2 separate regions of the Mus musculus genome follow, and region 1 is linked to region 2. A link is a contact called in public promoter capture Hi-C data. All regions are on one chromosome and are shown on one strand. The core of a region is the stretch at or near the end of the contact, and the rest is flanking DNA. Distances in the headings are between cores, read along the strand shown.

Evidence for each region. Capture Hi-C pulls out chosen DNA fragments and counts their contacts.
Region 1: a contact with region 2 is called in a promoter capture Hi-C map of adipose tissue. The contact joins two enhancer-like sites. A contact is called at or near these places in 1 of 484 Hi-C or Micro-C datasets (bone marrow-derived macrophages), 1 of 115 datasets of contacts at active chromatin or transcription factors (VIP interneurons) and 2 of 9 other capture datasets (adipose tissue and pancreatic islet).

Annotation. Positions count from the first base shown.
Region 1 is chr5:129,531,355-129,537,653 of GRCm38.p6, forward strand. The region is part of intron 7 of Sfswap (splicing factor SWAP); the gene reads left to right. Among named protein-coding and RNA genes, the nearest start is that of Sfswap, 33 kb to the left of the region's middle. Within about 2 kb of position 3,372, at least 69 of the 459 cell types and tissues checked have an H3K27ac peak or open chromatin away from gene starts, as enhancers often do. A contact at or near this core is called in adipose tissue, where this site is marked.
Region 2 is chr5:129,411,891-129,418,450 of GRCm38.p6, forward strand. No RefSeq gene overlaps it. Among named protein-coding and RNA genes, the nearest start is that of Gm34468, 78 kb to the right of the region's middle. Within about 2 kb of position 3,696, at least 76 of the 459 cell types and tissues checked have an H3K27ac peak or open chromatin away from gene starts, as enhancers often do. A contact at or near this core is called in adipose tissue, where this site is marked.

The sequences.
Region 1 (6,299 bases), core at 2,122-4,621, 120 kb after region 2:
AAACATGTAGGCAAAACACTCATCCATAAAAAAGAAAGAAAGAACAAAATGAGGGCACATAGACATGCAAACACTGTTTTGCCTCAAACATCTTTATGTATCTGGTATACCCACAGGAAAGTGCTACACACTTGGTGGATGGGTCACCTCTCATTTAATCCTTCCTGGAAATGCACTCACAGACCCTCCTAGATAAACAGCTGAAAACATCAACTTTTCCCCCAGAGCAGATATCTTCAGGTTATACTCTATAACTTAAATATGATACACAGAGCGACAACACTTAAGTTCTGACATTTTCTTAATGTTATATGGTAATAGAATAGGGAAAGAAAGAAAACACAAATATCTGCTTACTAATGCATACATATAAAGCCATGAACATTTTAACAAAGTAAGACAGAAACATTCACGGCAGTTACATTCCTCATTTCTGTGATTGGTTACTTGGCTACAGTTGTTTATATTTTTCTACTTCCCAGCTCATATGCTCAGCAAGTCCTGTTTCTTTACCTGTGGGAGTAGCCTGAAACTTACTTGTAACACAGGAGGGCTGAGGATTTATGTCCTCCCTGCCTCAGCCTCCTGAAAGGTTCTGGCTCCTTTACCATCCTGCCTGGATCGAGTTGTTACAGTTTCAGACTTAACTCAGAACATGGTCACACCAAGAAAGACTCTACTCTTCCTTTCTCCATAGCAGTCCAGTTTCTCTGTGATGTCTGGAGCAATTATTTCTAAAAACATTGTAACTCCTTTCTTAATGTTGATTCAAGGACATCAGGAGCCAGAGTGGCCAGGGGAAAGTCTTAGCTTCTAGTTTAACTGAATCCATGTAATGCTTCTTGTGCCTCCTAACAGAAGCACTCCTTCCTCTGGAACCAAGACATCTAGGCTAGCACAGCATTAAATTGTAGGAACAGAAAGCAAAATGTTGCTAGTGAACCACTGGGGGTAGTAGTATTGAGTGGTAACGTTCCCATTTCTATCCCTTGAGTCTTGGATCCATGAATCCTGGCTATAGGAGAAACTACCATATTCTGAACACTGAATCGGAGCATTGTAGTCTTCTAGAGGACTCTGCCCCAGCCCTTCAGGCTACTGCTGCCTACTTGGCCATATAGCTGTGTCTTTAAAAAGCCATTCCATCATCTGGTCAAGCCAGCTGCTTTAGTTGTTGATCCCATGTATCATCCTCGCCTCGCCATTGTGACTCCTTTGTTCATGGGTCCATTGGGTAATGACAGGAATGGCCTTCCAGGAAAAGTTGACTTCTGTCTACAAAGCAAGCCATCCTGCTTGCTTGTTGACATTCTCCTTTGCTGATGTCACCATTTGATGAGCATTTACACAGGACACAAGTATCTTCACTTCATTTGAAGAGATCTGTTTATATTCCTCTTCCCCAAATGTCTATCTTACCAATTTTCCAATCATGTTCTTTCCAAGTCTGCAGCTGTTCATCCAAACTACTGGGCATGCCCTTTGTGTCAGTGTATAAATTGTACATCTGTCCAAATGAAATGTATATGGCCAGCAAGATGGCTTATTGAGTTAAAGGTGCTTGCTTGCCACCAAGCCTGACAACCTGAGTTCAATTCCCAGGACCAATATAGTAGAATGAGAGAACTATCTCCCACAGGTTGTCCTTTGACCTCAGTGCACACCAATAACATGCATGCATGCATAAAGAGAATAAAAATAATACTAAAAATATACAACTCTGCCCTGCCCAAAGTTGTGCCTACCACAGGATTTTCCTTCAGGGTTGTCCCAGAAAGGTGCTGTAATACTACAGTTAGCTATCCTCTTCTGGGGAATGGACTCTACATAGGGTAGCACTATTCATAAATCAGGCCTCACTTTTGTTCTCTTTAGTCGTCCAGTCACAGAACATGCCTCCTGACGCAGTGAGTTCATGGAGACAGAAGGCATTGTTGGAGTAGTTGGAACCATAGGCATTTGGGTAACTTCATCTATGACCTACTTGGGCTCAGTTACATAAATATTATCACTTCCGATTGATGTCGCTTTGCTGCTTTGCATGTCCAACTTTATGGCTTAGTAGGTAATGCCTAGCCTATGATGGGCAATTCAAGTCATGTGGTAATAGCCCATTGTCAGATTCTCAGGTTTCCACTAAGTCCCCATAGCAGGCCAAGAGCTCTCTCTCAAAATCATTGTCTGTGGGTGAGAGCAAGGCCTTGTTCCAAAGTTCCAAAGGCCTCCACTGTGATTCCCCTGTGCGGTCCTCAAAGGACCCAACCATTACCCCATGTAGCACTGACAACGCAGCAGTGCCATCAGGTTTGCTAGACCATGTGTTCCAAGTGGCACAGCAGCTGGATTGTTTCAGGGATTGTTGCTGTTATTTTGGACCCATTCCTGGTACCACAGTCTGTATTAGGCATGGTTCTCTTGACAAAAGAATAGAGTGTGTATGTTACAAGATGATTCACAGGACTGGCACAGACTGGTCTGGGTAGTGTCATAATAGCCATCTACCCACTGAAGGCTGAGAACCAAATATAGGTGCACAGTTCATAAGGCTGCTGGAGTCCCCACTGAAAGCCTAGGGGAGTACTGGGGAGTCATTGGTCTTCTCCCCCTGGGGCAAGGCCGAAGAGGCTGAGTCAGATGATGGATGGCAGCAGTAATAGGAGAACTGGGTGCACTTACAAGCAAAAAGCAGAGGTGGACCGGGCAGCAGTGCCTCTTCTTTTGGACCGCCTCTTCCTGTTTGATTTGCTGCAGAAAGGTGCCACCTACTCTGAGGGAGGGTCCTCTCCCCTCAGTTAATCCTTCCTGAAAATACCCTTACAGGCCTACCAGTCAAGATGAATCATCTTAAGTTCTAATAATGCCATCTTTCGAAGCCTGGGTGGCTGCTGCTGAAGCCAAAGACAGAAGCTGGTCCATCCGTCACTGTACACCTGTGTGTTAGCTGCTGGCAGCTGTTTTCCCAGTCTGCTACTCTAGTCTGGGGCTGTGTTGTCAGCCTCCAGCCTTAGGCTTTCCTGTGGCTTCTCCATCGCCCGACTGTACTAGCTCCTGTGTTTGTCTCTTTGGGGTTCTCATTTGTTTGCTGGGGCACATCCTTGTTACAACTTGTTACAAGAGACTATGCTGGAAGATACATTTTTTTATTTCAACCCTTAGATAGATAGTGGGAAGGACCTAGTATGATGTAGATGTGTTTTTCCCTCCAGTCTGGAGTGCTCTGTGCTATAACTTCCCAGCCCTTGCCCTCGGCTGATACTGCCTGTTCTCTCCTGTACAACTGGAGCATTCATGGAACAGTGTGTCCATGCCAGTGCTATGTCAGGAATGCTTGCACAGCCTTTCCATTTGGCACTGGCATGCTAGAGAACAAAACAGATGGGAAACAGGGAAGAGGCAGCAGGCTCTGCATCTGCAGTTTTGCTTTCCGTGGGATCCAGTCTGAGGATGTTCAATGGAAAATTCCAGAAATAAAGCAACTCAAAATTTTAAAATTGTGCACTGCTATAATGAGTTATATGATAAGATCTTGAACAGTCACAGACCTTCCCACCGGGACCGGAATTGTCCCCTTCGTCCAGCTGACCCAGCCTGTAGGCTAGTCTCCCTTCCACTAGTCACTTAGGAATTGTCCTCATGTGTTGTGGCTAGGGGTTTACATTCAAAAGACCCTTTTAAAGTCATCTGCCACTGCTATATCCTTGTGCCCAGGCCACCTAGTACCATCACAAATACACTGTTTCATCTTAAATTATACCAAGACGGGTGTGCACAGCACAGCAGGATGTTGGGTGAATAGCCTGCTCGCCTAACTTCTATTACTGTAGTAGTTTAACTCCATTAATCATTTCTGTGGTCACTCTTCCTGTGACTGCTTTGCAAGTTAAGCCTTTATGAGTATTTGTGTGTAATAAATAGCCATGCAGGGCTCAGTGCTGTTTACAATGGCAGATGTTCCCACAGCACAGTGGCTATACAGGGGTTTCCAACCAAGAATCCTAGGAAGGGATTGACCAAAGACTTAGAGAAAGCTGGCATGAGCTGGGATGATTCTCACAGAGGCCCCAGAAGAGGAGGAAGAAGGAGCTTGTGGGAACACCTCCCAGACAGAAGCTTGCTGAGCCAAGAGGCCCAGGAAATCTGACTGGAGGCATGACATTTCCTAGACCAGAGCTGTAGGACAGAAAGGGTGTAGATGAAAGCCCAATGCAGTTCTGGACACAGTTGGTTTGGAACATGAGTGACCTCTCCAGTTAAGAGTGCCGAGTGAAGAGTTCTTAGATGTAGCCCAGGACTGGAGACGGGAATAGAATGCAAGCCTTTAGCCTTGGGAAAGGCTGAGGGGTGCCTGTCAGCCAGCTAGAGGTGGGAAGGAGGTGGAAGGACATGGCATGAATGGTACAGGAGGGACTGAGGGCGTTGCCTGAATGGTACATAGCCTCAGAGCAGAGTCAGTGGCCCTGCATCTTCCTTCAGGGTGCAGCACCAGGGACGGCCAGGAAGGTGGCTCACTGCTGACTCTCAGAAGCTCTCAGCTTGTGACCTGTGAGTTTTTTAAACATGTCTCCTTTAATGTCGTAGTTGTGTCTTAGGAAAGTTTCAGGATCCTCAGCACATACCTGCTCAAGAGCTGAAGGCTCTGGAAGATGATTAGATAGGGCTGGAGTGTAGCTCTGTTGGTGGAGTAGCTGCCTAGCAAGCATAGGGCCCTGGGTGGTTAGGCAGATGGCACCAGCCTTGCTCTGGGTTATTGCACATGTAAGCTTGTGAATAGCTGGAAAAGTGCTTCCAGGTGTGCCTCCACGCTAGCAGCTCACCCTTCCTTCCATGTTACTGCCTAGATGGCCTGGGAACCTGGGGCACTTTCTCTGTTGCCTCGTTTGGTGTGGATTTTTGCAGTACTCAAAGAAATACATTTATTAGCATACTATCACCTATTTTCACTCACTTAAAAACCCAGACCTGGTCAGTCATGGTGCTTTGTTCCTGTACTCCTGTCTCCTCAGTAAACTGAGGAAGGGTGCTCACTAGAGACCAAAGTTTAGAGGCCATTCTGGGAACAGAGCAAGGCCCCATGTCGAGATGGAGAAATAAGCAGTACCCTTGGGAAGTTCTGTGTATCATTTGAAGGTAGCAAGGCCTCTGGCTTGTCCTGAGGATGGCAGCCTAGCATCAAAGATCACAGGCAGCCCTGAACCAGGTACCTGCATTGCAGGGCTATACTACCCAGATCTTCTGTAGTAGGTGCCACTTTTTAAAAGTTTGCTGTTGTTTGTTGTTGTTGTGGGTTTCTTTTATATACATGAGTGTTTATCTGCGTGTATGTGTGCAGTGCCTATGGAGGCCAGAAGAGGGAGTTGGATCCCCTAGAACTGGAGTTATATATGGTTATAAGCCAGCCAGTGTGGGTGCTAGGAACCAAACTTGGAACCTCTGTGAGAGCAATATGTACTCTCATCCACGGAGCTGACTCTCTAGCAACTCCCTCTTTTTCTTGTAATAGCATCTTATTTAGCCACATGACTTGCAGTATTCTAAGTGTGACTTTTTGGATAATGTTGTGAACTGTGTTTGAATAGACAGCCCAGTAGTATTAAGTACATCTACATTGTTACTTGACTGATCTCTGGCGCCTCTTTCATCTTGCAAAATTGAAGCCATCTTCAAGTTTTTGCAAAGATATTATAAAAATACTTAAGTTTTATGAAAGATTTCTACCATAAAGCTTTAAAGTAAGATTATAAAATGTCAAATAGTATATTTATAGTTTATATTATAAAATCAGAAAGCCTGTGAGTGTGGGGCATTTTCATGTATATGATTTTGTGTGTGTGAGAGACAGACAGACAGACAGACAGACAGATCCACTTTTCTTCTTGGTGTGTGATGTTAGAACTAATAAGTGCTTGGGAACTTGTGCCTTGGGCTCAGCTGATGATAAGGCTATAGATGCTTGTGCTATAGACTCCACTGCCACAGAGTGTGTACCCATGGAGACTCTTAGCCGGGACTGGGCTAGTGTGAACTGTAGTCACTGTGCAGTATTTCAGTGCTGGGTTATGAAGAACAGAACAGCTAAGCTATACTCACTGAGTGCATCAGGAGCTGACAAGAACTTGCCACTGGTTCTGCGATGTGCCGCTTTGGGGGCAGTATCAGGCCTACAGCAGGGAATTACCACGGGTGTACATGCCAGAGGCAGAAGCCAAGGGACAGGATGAGCTAATAGGAATCCTGTCTCTCAGGCCATTTTGGGGCCTTGTCCACAGCTTAGGTGCTCCTGGCAGGAAAGGGCAGGTCCA
Region 2 (6,560 bases), core at 2,446-4,945:
TGATGGGGATGATGGAGATGATGGGGATGGAGATGATAAGGATAAGGATGGGGTAGAGGTTTGTGAAGATGGGAGATAGGGTGGAGATGTATGGTAGAGATGGGGGCTGGGGTAGAGATGGGTGAGACAATGGAGGCTGAGTAGTCATGGGTAAGACCATGGAGGTTGCAGTAGAAGTGGGTAAGACAGTGGGAACGGGAGTAGAGATGGGTGAGAGATGGGGCCTGGGGTAGAGATGCACCAGTGAGAGAGTGGAAAGCTTGCAAGGTGATAGTTTGTTCTCATAGACCCCACTCTGAGGTACCACTTTCCATAAGCTATCAGTAATCCCCACCATTCTCCGAATCATCCACACCCGACAGATGTCATCTGTAAGCATCTTGCGTAATAAACTACACTCCCCCTACCCCCCCGTATGTAGCTCCGCTTCATACATGGTGTTGAATGGCATGTCATGGCACAGATGCAGAGTCAGAAGGCAGACCATCTGGTTACTGGGCTAGTAAGAAGGCAGACCATCAGGGCACTGGGCCAGTTAGAAGGCAGACCATCAGGGCACTGGGCCAGCCCTCAGTAAAGTCAAACAGAAACACAGAGACAACTCTCCTCGCCTTAAAGTTTTCTTGGGTGATTCACAAAATCTAAGCTTGTGATCCAAGCCATTTATGGCTGATTCTACTTTCTCAGCACTGGGAATATAAGCTTGTGCCACCACAGCTGGCTTTTTAAATGCAGGTCCAAGGGAACAAACTCTGGTGTTCATGCTTCCAAGGCTAACAATTCACCTGATCCTGGGGCTTACTGGCCTGCCAGCCTATCCTGATTGTGAGCTCTGTGCCAATGAGAGAACTTCCCACCTCCTCAAAAGTAATAACTCCATAAGAATGACACCAAGATTGACCACACACACACACACACACACACACACACACACACACACACACACACACACAGAGGCACACACAAGGATGCACACATACATATCTGCATGCATGGATGCATACACATATGCACAATTTCACATATATACATACATACACACATGTATGCACACACACATACACGCATGCATGACTGCACACCTGTACACAGACACAAATGCATATACAGACACACATGCATGAACAGACACATGCATGCATTCACATACATGCCAAAACAAAACAAAACAAGACAAAACAAAACAAAAGAAGGGATCTCATAGGTGACAGCTTATAGCTCATGAATTCCTGGAACAGAATGGACACATCCCAGATATGGCTGCAAGAGCAACTACATCAATATTTGCAAGGCAGACTGCAATGACAATGTCTGGAGTCAGGTGGCACCTAGAAGCCAATCCTGGTGACCCTGAGAATTAATTACAGTTACATTTGTGAAGTGGTACCCATCAAGATCAAATCTGCCGTGGCAAACAGGACTATAATTCCTTTCTTTTTGTGGCTCCAGTCTGGAAAAATCTAGTGCAATGGTTCTCAACCTTTGGGCCCTGACCCCTTTGGGGTCAAATGACTTTTAAATAGGGATCGCCAAAAAAAAAAAAAAAAATCACCATCAGAACACACATACTTCTGACAGTCTTAGGACCTGAGACACTGCTTCTCTCTCCATCTCCAGGCAGGTCTGCCGACATCCAGGTACGCCCACATAATGAGTACCAGGAACTGAATTAAAGGGTACTGCATTAGGGAAGCTGAGAACCACTGGTCTAGTGAGTGAATGAGTATTTTCAAAATCCTGATGGCCCCATTAATGCAGTTTAGATCTGCATTAGTACAGTGCCTGGTTGTCTGAGACACTATAGAACTTCAAAACTGGGGGGTGCTGCCTACGTTAGAGTGGGTGGAAAGCCAGCCATGTGCCACAGAGCTGCAAGATATGTCTTGGGCCACTGATGTCAATTTGGTGGTAGTAGCCTTAGTAGCTGGTCTCACTTCTCCAAACCAGTTTCTGGTATATGTGGGTATAGCATTTGCCTCAGAAATAACATAGAAGCTGGTAACCACAATTGCCACCCAAATACTCTTCGGGTACAGTGACATCACTGCTAACTTTTACCTTCAAGTTAGATGTTTTAAAATGGGGTGCACTGGTTGGTTTTTATTGTCTTTGTGACACACCTAGAGTTACCTCCATTAGATAGGCTTATGGTCATGTCTATGAAAGAAGGTCCTGTTGGCGATTGATGTGGGGTAGCCTCGCCCACTGTGGGCAGCACTATCCCTAGGCAGAGGGGCCTTGGCTGTATAATATTTCTGCACTTGTTTATTTTTTAAATATGATGCTGGGTATCAAAACTAGAACCTCATAGTACCAGGCTGTATCACCACCCCAAGTTGGCAGATTTGGGTCAGGGAGAAGAATTTAAACAGATCCCTACCCAAATTTGAACTATTATTCATGAGCATGAAAAAAATGCATAAATGAACAAGACACTAAGCTCAGCATCAAATGACTAAATCGAGACAAATTGGCCTCAATCTTGTCATTGCTTACAAATAAATGGGCAGCTGAGATTTGCAGTTCTTGCTCCAGGCCAGAATAATCCCACCACAGTCACAGGTTCAATATGTATGGAGTTAGCTGTTTCTGGTTAGGTGTACACTTTCCTGAAGATCACTGTGTCTGTGTGTGTGTGTGTCTGTGTGTGTGTGTGTGTGTAGTAGGATGTTCTCTGGCCAAAATGGAGCATGCTGGGGCCATTCGAGGGGTGGGCAGTGAAGGTGATCGAGGTGATCGAGCAACTGGCTGCAGATACCCTCTGCTCAGGATCTGGTAGTTGCTTTGTATGAGGCAGAGCCTTGTACCTTGTAGTGCAGAGCCTCGTGAAGTATATAGCTATGACAGTAAAGGCACAGGACCCTGGAGGGACAATGAAGCAGTGGTACGGGGAGAGGCTGTCCTACAGACAACAAGAGGGAGTGAGTCCTACCACAGGGAAGGTACTTGGGGTCCTGAGGGCTGTGAGACTATGTCAATGATCTGTTTCGGGTGGAATGTGAACTGGAGGCCCTACATGTTTGCTCTCTGGTTCTCTAGGGTTTCTTCGACATTGGGGAAGTTTCCTGCAAACATCCAGCTGTGATGGACCCCAACACCCACAGCACCAATCCTTTATCCCTTCCAGAACAAACTCAAAAGTCAGACCAGGATGGCAGCCAGAGAATCCAGGGTGCCCACTGTTCCTAATCCGCTATACTCCCAACATGCCCCTGTGAAGAGCTGGGTATACACACACACTCCAGAGAGGTGCGCTAGAGAACAAGACATGGCCATCTGAGACACCAACCAGGGACAAAGAAACCCAGCCAAACCTCCCCATCCAGGGGGGCCTTGGGAAATAATCAAATTTCCAAAGCAACAGGAAGCTTAGATTTCTTTCTGTTCATCACCAAGGCGAGGCTGAGAGGTTTGGAGACAGACCTAGCCTCCAGTGTGAGCTAAATTCTAAGCCACATCCCAAGGGTGAACAGCCCCCTGCAGACTCCTGACTCTCACATCGTAAACAGTCTATACAGACTGGCGAGGGAAACACAGCCTAAGTTTGCTTTCATGTTTTATCGGAGTACAAAGAAGGAAGGACCCTGTGGAATGGCATGGGAATGCAAACCGAGCGCCTCTGGAATGAAACAGAAAGCAAACCGAACTCACACTGCAGTGTCCTTATAAGGCTTTCAAAAGCTCTGTCATATTCTTGGGAACTTTGAAGGCATGTGTGGGGGCAGGGCGCTGTGTCTAGGGAGGACCAGCGTTGGCCTCTCACTGCTTGCCTCGGCCTGACCTTGAGATTCAGGGCTAGCAAGCATAGACTCCTGGCTGAGTTACAGGATTTCTGCCCCACCACGGACTTGCAGACCCCCTCAGCAAAGCCTGGATGGAGACTTCTCAGATAGTTCAAGGAACCAGAGGAGTCTTAACCGAGCCCTGAGCTGATGGAGCCGATCTCAGCGTCTTCTCCAAAGGGAACCAGGAGAGAAGCAATCTAGGGAAGTAACTAAATCAAGAAAACGGCGCAAGCAGTAACGCAGGACAGGGAAAGACTGGGTTCCAGACATATTTTTAATTATTTAAATATTAAATATAACTCTAGTCCTCCCACGGGGTGAAAGGGCACTCCTGGGACCTCCACTCCAAATTCGTTCGGCTCTAGTTCTGCTTTCTGGGTGACTCCACTGACACAGATGATGTCCTTTGCCCTGTTTTGCCTTTTGGGATCCATTATAGGGGTGACAGGGACTTTCAGGTCTGCATAGCTGATTGCTGTATGTATGTTCTCTCAGACTATCCTCTGCAAAACTGCTTCAGAGAGAGGGAAGAAGGAACTCAGACCAGCTGTCAGCATCAAGTTCCTACACGGGTTAGGGATGCTCTTGTCACTACTGACTCTAACACAAGATTTTAACACTTGCTACAACATGAGGCAGGCGTGGGGACCAGATCAGACTAACATGGGTACCAGAAGATGGGAGGTTTGCCTGCCTTCTGGGTCTCTGACTTCTCTCTAGGCAAACAAAGCGTCAGCTGCCCATCTTCAGGGACTTTTATTTGGAATGCATCCTGAAAAACTAGGGATGATTTGTTTGAATCCTGAGAGTCTCAAAAAAAAAAAAAAAAAAAAAAGAGACCAGTGAGCTTCTTTTATACTTTGGCATGACCAGTGTGACCCAGCTAACAGAGAAGAATGGCCAAAAGATGGCACTGTCCTCCGGCTAGATCTGTTCTGCCGATGAGAAAGAAGATAGAGAGTTCCAGTGTCCAGACTTTCTGTCTCTCCTTCTCCTCCCCTACCACTCCTCCTCCCCCTCCTCCTCGACATTCTCCTCCTCCTCCTCTTCCCCCTTCTCTTCCCCCTCCCTCCCATTCTCCTTCTCCTCCTCCCCCTCCTCCTTCTTCTTCTCCTCCTCCTCCTCTTTCTCTCTCCCTCTCTCCCTCTGAATGTGTGTGCCCATATGCACATGATCATGTGTGCATAGGTACACATGTATATGTGTATATATGTGGACACAAATGGAAGTCAGGGATCAACTTGAAAATGCTGTTTCTCAGGATACCATCCATCCTGCTTTTGGAAATAGCTGAGTGGGCTAGGTAGACTGCCAAAGAACCCCAGGGATACCCGTCTCTGCCTTCCCAGTGTTGAGATCACAACTATGTGCCCCCATACCTGGCTCTTCTGTGTACATTCTGGGAGATCAGACTTGGGGCTCCATGCTTCTGTGCGAAGAATTTGATCAACCCACCCATCTCTCTCAGCCTGCTAGGCTTTCCTTGTAAGAAGCAACCCCGACCTCTGTAAAAACTAAATTCAAGCCCAATTCAGATGTCCTGCTCTCTGAGTCAATATGATTTACCAAATTACACACTTGTCATGCAGACAAAATTCTACAGGGGATGAAATGAAGTATGACCTGGGCTTACCATAACATGGGGACCTAAGTGCCATCCTGTTATGTGTGTCCCCTTCTCCTGTCCCAAATACAAATGCTCTGGGTCTGGCCTGCCATCTCTGGCCCAACCCTGAGTCAACCGTCCAAGCTTCAACTTTCTCTTTCTCTTTTCATTTGCTAAATTCTCCAGGAAGGAAGGAAGGAAGGAAAGAAAGAAGGAAGGGAGGGAGGGAGGGAGGGAGGGAGGGAGGGAGGGAGGGAGGGAAGGAGGGAGGACTCTGCTGACACTCTTTCTAGTTTCAAGGAGAGCAGATGTCTTCTGTGTCCATGACTGCAGTTAGAGTTGACATATGAAGATTGTTGGATCCCTGGGGTTTTTTTTCCCTCCTTTTGGCTGTGCCTATATTAAGATACTTCTGCTATTCAAGGCTATTAGAAACTTTGCAGTCTTGGCAAGGTCTCACTAGAATGTAAGATTATGCAGCTCTCGGGCTTGCCTGAGACGGAGGGAAAAACGATGAAAGAGTTTTTTAGAAGCTGAAGCATCAGGCCAGCAAGATGGCTCAGTGGGTAAAGGTGCTTGTTAAAGCCTGTGCTTACTTAGACACACACAACACACATACACACACACAACATACACAACACACACACACACAACACACACAGAGAGACACACACACAACACACACACACACACACCACACACAGAGAGACACACACACAACACACACACACAACACACACACACACATGCGTGCAAAAGGATATACACACATACATTCTTAAGGTCAGAATACTGCTATAAACCTAGACTCTAGTCCCCTGGGTTGTTTGGTTTGGTTTGGTTTGGTTTGGTTTGGTTTGGTTTGGTTTGGTTTTTCGAGACAGGGTTTCTCTGTGTAGCCCTAGCTGTCCTGGAACTCACTCTGTAGACCAGGCTGGCCTCGAATTCAGAAATCCTGCCTCTGTCTCCCAAGTGCTGGGATTAAAGACATGCACCACCACTGCCCGGCTAGTCCACTGTTAAAATCAACAAGGCTCTTGTCAGATATTGATGTGCTCTGGCAACATTCCAAAGCTGATTGGTGGCGAGATGGCTCAGCGGTTAAGAGCACTGGTTGCACTTCCAGAGAACCTGACCTCAATTCCCAGCAGCCACAGAGTGGCTCACAA